Linked DNA regions of Zea mays: region 2 is linked to region 1. Evidence: chromatin contacts called from public Hi-C data. All regions are on one chromosome and are shown on one strand. The core of a region is the stretch at or near the end of the contact, and the rest is flanking DNA. Distances in the headings are between cores, read along the strand shown.

What was found. Hi-C and Micro-C count contacts between places; a contact is called where the count stands out from the background.
Region 2: a Hi-C map of leaf shows a contact between it and region 1, with 4 times the contacts expected there. The contact joins the promoter of LOC103637688 here to the promoter of LOC100216593 in region 1. A contact is called at or near these places in 5 of 25 Hi-C or Micro-C datasets (ear, endosperm, leaf and 1 more).

The regions. Positions count from the first base shown.
Region 1 is chr1:98,231,001-98,233,525 of Zm-B73-REFERENCE-NAM-5.0, reverse strand. LOC100216593 (Eukaryotic translation initiation factor 3 subunit B) reads left to right here and starts at 1,263. Exons shown (of 11, transcript NM_001360043.1): 1 at 1,263-1,490; 2 at 2,360-2,525. The coding sequence starts at 1,369.
Region 2 is chr1:98,883,448-98,885,972 of Zm-B73-REFERENCE-NAM-5.0, reverse strand. LOC103637688 (disease resistance protein RPM1) reads right to left here and starts at 1,260. Exons shown (of 3, transcript XR_004855284.1): 1 at 987-1,260.

The DNA of each region.
Region 1 (2,525 bases), core at 14-2,513:
AAGTGTCACTTCACGCTCTCCCCAACTCTGATTTATTTGTGCTGTGATTAGTATAACCATTTAAGCAACTGTGTAATTGTTTTTCTTTCAATCTTACACTTGTTATGTTTAGCATAATGAGAGTAGTTTTGTTACTTTCTAGGAAGAGAAAATCCAGTTTGTTTTTGTTTTTAGTGTTTACTTAATACGAGATTGAATGCATGGTATTACGAGGTGTATATTTAGTGTGACCACATCTTTGTTATAGAAATTTGGACCTTTCAATTGACATATCAAATTGGTTCATAAGTATAAAAAATAAAGAGACACGATCTCTTATTTCTCTTCTTATCTAATATAATAAAATACATTGTTATAAAAACACCAATTAACATTATATATTTTTGTTAGCGTCACTAAAAATAAATGTTTACATACCTTAAAATATACAGTAAGGTGTCCATATATTGCTACGACTATCCTCTGTTCATAAAGCTGGTTAGATTTTATGGGTCAAAATTTGTTTACCATCTGTCAAATGCAAAACATGCTCACAAAACTTTCTTAAGGCTAGTTTAGGAATCATATTTTCCTAAATAGGGATGAAAACGGTCGAAAACGATCGAAAAAACAGCTAAATTGTTTTTGTTTTCATATTTTTTTGGTCGGGACGAAAATGAAAATCAACCGTAGAAATACGGGATCGGAATTGTCGGTTATTCGAAAACGATAAACTATAGTCGGAAAGATAACTATTTTATAGTTTTATCAAAAATATAATAAAGTGATGTATTGCCTAATTTTTAAGATTTAGAAATACACAAACAACTCTTTTTCATCATTCATATTAGTTAGAGTAATTATAACATTTGCTTTTTGCTTATTCATTCACTTGAACACAACAAAAGTTTATAACTTAAATAAATTATATGCTAGATCTATCTCATATTATATAAAACGGTATTAGCATGACTCGGAAACGAAAAATACGAAAACGATCGAAAAACTAGCTAAATTGTTTTCGTACCGTTTCTAATCGGTTCCTGAACAATTCGAAAACGATCGGGAAAAAATAGTATTCGAAACGGGACGGTACGGAAATTTCCCGTCATGTTTTCATCCATATTCCTAAATCTTTTGGAAAAATGTGGTTCCCAAACTAGCGCTTAAGAGGCAGATCGGGATCCTCTCCATGGCCCACCTGTCATCTGTGTAGTCGTGTAGTCATAAGAAGAAGAGTCTCGACTCGCGACTCAAAACCAAAACCCTCCATCCATTCTACACGCGCCGCCGCACTCCTGTACACGCCCCGCCGCCACCGCCTCCACCACCACAGCGCGCAGGAATCCCTCGTTCTCTGAGGGTTTCAGGCGTCGTATGTAAGAGAAGATGGCGCTCTCAGTATCCATGGAGGGCATCGAGGCGCGGGCGCGGGATCTCGGGGTGGACCTCTCCGCTGTCGATCTGGACTCCATCACCCTCCCGGCCGGCGAGGACTTCGGCATCGTCAGGTAGACGCACGCGCCGCCTCACGTCAGGTCCCAATCAGTGACAGGCGCCAGCTTAGCGCGCTTAATATGTGGTGGCCTTGGTTGCCCTAATTCTGCTTTTCGCAGATGCGATCGTCTACGGTGGGATTTTGTAGGTTTGGTGCAATATTAGTGTGTTCTGTTCTAGGTCCTGGCATCAGCTGATGTGCAGAGCAAATTTGAGCGATTGTTTTTTCGGGACTGACAGTACTCCGTTGTGGTTGGACTGGTACTAGTGTGTTGTGGTTGCCAAAGACGTTTTTAGATTTTTTGTGTTTGTGGTGGGCGTCAATCTGACGCCTATTTTTACATATTACTCTGGCAAATACCAAAAGAATCTGATATCATATAAAACTATGTAGTCTTGATTTGCTGTTTGCAGCTGCAAGCATTTATGCTGGTTTGTGCCGAATTGTTGACTGTCTCGTTTAATATGCTGCTAGTATATTGTTATGACTGCTCATTTTGTGCAGTAAGCATAGTTCACGAAATAGTAGGCTAGAGGCCTGTTTGGTTTCATGCTTAAGACGCCACAACTTGCCTAACTTTTCCGCCTAAGGTTAGTTACTTAGTTCTTCGATTCGAGTGACTAAGCTTAGATATGTTGTGGCGTCTTAGGAAGGAAACCATACATGCCCACACAAAGGTTAATCAGGTGCAGTAATACCAGTTTTGCATAGACAATACCTTTGCTTGCCAGCACGATGAGAATGTAAATCTTTAGTGCTCTGAGATATGCATTTAGTACAGATGACTTTTATATGATTTTCTGGGTTACAGTATCCTTGATTTGTTTTCAGCGTTGCTTGTTGCTACTTGCTATTTGCTTATAATATCCCTACAATTTGCAGTGATGACGAGGAGGTACTTCGTGGTGAGGATCTTCCAGAACTTGAAATGGGTTTGTCCAACATTATTGTCGTGGACAATCTGCCAGTTGTTCCTCCAGAAAAGTTTGAGAAGCTTGAGAATGTCATACGCAAGATCTACAGCCAAATTGGAGCGATAAAAGAAAAT
Region 2 (2,525 bases), core at 11-2,510, 650 kb before region 1:
ATCGAACTGATGGTTCAATTTCTTTGGTGCCCCTAACTGCATCACACCCTGTTTTGACAAGCACATGACAACTTATTCTATAATTATGCAAAAAAATAAAAATAGACATTACTTCTGTAGTGCACATATAAGGCTATGCCTAGCTGTAAATTTTAGGATCCACAACTTTACCTATTGAAAACTAGAATGGTGAAGGTGTACATGAAAACGAAGCATAATGTGTTACAAATTAGCTAGTACACGACTGCACATATACTAATTTATGGATCCAAGGAAAGTTTAGAACTTATCATGCCCGAATGCAGTAATCACAAATTTGATGAATAGGGTGGGATCCTAGATGACATTCCCTCGTTCTGAAGTTGTATGAAATCAAGTTCCAAAGTTTGGCCTCTACCTTTTCTTCTAATATAACTATAAATATAGAAAATGTGAATTTTTATGAAACTATTTTTAAAGAGAATTCTGCTCTTTCAAACATTGAAGCTCAATATATAAAAAAGTAAATAATAGTTAAAGTTTGGAGTGGTTGACATTAGACAACCATAAACATCACTTTTTGTGGTTGGACTTGGAGGGAATGGTCATCGAATATTTCATGAGCTTGGTAAATTGTACACCTAGCTACAAGGCTACATACAACTTAATGAACACAAGAAACAGTAAGTTAGCAAGTTCCGAGTTTCCTCTCTTATTCAGCATGATTGGAAAAAGGGAGAACTTCATAAGCGACAGTCCACCAACTCACCAAGAAAAAAGAAGAGTTGGTTTAGCTATGCTATTGTAAATCCGAGTTTTTTTAGTTTAAACTGACCCTTCAATTTCCCAAAAATTAGCACAATGCTATAAATCCTAGAAGATGACGTTGGATCTTGGAGCCAGTCCAACCATTCAATAAGCTTTAAGCTAACAGCTGAATACGGATTGTGTTTCTATATGGTCTTTAAGCTTGGAGGGGATCTGAGAGGGGTTACAAAGGAACTCACCGCATCCAATAGAAACCAAGCGCCAGGAGCGGCTCCGATCAGTAACTGAGGTCGAGGTGATACCCTTGCTCTGGATTCTGGAATTCGGCGAGGGATTGTCGGGGGCTCGGGTCGCTGAAGTACGAGTCAAAGTCCACAAGCAGATGTTAGACACCGTGTAAGGGCAATGCAGCACTAAAATTCTCTTCTTTATTTTTAAATAAGGAGATTTTAACCCTTCAACCACCTCCGTTTTTTCCCAAACTAGTCCTATGTGTGGGTTGACACCACTGCCCTCGGTCCATTAGGTTAAGATTCCAAGTCTATTTATATGTAACCACTCTATACAAACAGTCTACACAACCTTACATAGTATCAGGGTTAGATTTTTCTCCCTCACTTCTCCCAACTCCCAGCCGTCAGCACCCAGTCCGGCCACCATCACAGCCATCACCGTCCTTGGTGGTCACTTGTTCTCAAATACTGTGAGTTAAGAACAAGGAAACACAATTATTAATCATAAAAAACCTTTGTACTTCGAGGCATTATCTCCTTACAACTATAATGTCTTTCAGACGAAGGTGGAGAAGGACGTACCTTCATCATACTAATACAAGGATAAGAATACGAAGGAATAAGTGTGATAACCATATCTTAATTCATTTATTCTTGCATTTTATAAAACATAAATAAATATCAACAATGTTAATATTACAATAATACCTTCGTCTTGCTCGGAGGTGAGGATGCGAGAAAGTGAATACAATCCAGCGTGAACAGTACGGTGCTACTGTTCATCTATTTATAGGCACGAGACGCAACCCGAGTGAAAATACATTTATACCCTTAACACTCATCTATGAACATAATATGAAATATTAGGGATTAAGTAGTCTTTGTCCCTTCTCGTCCATCATCGTACTTGGTCTTCGTCATCACTTCAAGTCGAAGCTTTTTGGCTATAGTTTCGTCGTCCAATTTCATCACCTTCGGATTGTATTTCCATCTTGTCATAAGAGAAAACCTTCATCCGAAGCCGAAGCTCCACTATGAAATAACCCATGTCACACTAGAAACATATGATTAGTCGTGTTTTTGAGGACCTTCGGAGGAAGAAGGCCCCCAACAGTAGCCCCTCGCTATATTAATTTGTTTCTTTGTGACAAATTTAGACTGCGACGTGAACGAAGGCCTTTAGCCGAAGGTCTAAAAAAACACCTTCCCTTCGCTAGAATAGCAAATGACACTGACATGCAGGACCCACCAAACCGTGGGGCGCTGGACATATAAATAGGAGCTTGTATTGAAAGCATTTCTTATGCCATTTCAGTTGCTTGCATTGTGCTTGTCGTTTTAAACTTTCTTGCTTTGTCGAGTTTAATTGAATTTCAAGCTTCGACATTCCAACGACCATCGTCTTAATGGCTGACGAGAAGAAGATTGTTGACCCGACGCTGTCCAAGTTTTATGAAGCTATGGAAAAAACCAACGCAGAGAAGATTGCACATGAGATGTTAGCTGGAATATCTGAAGGTTCCAGTGATAGTGAAAGCTTTGATG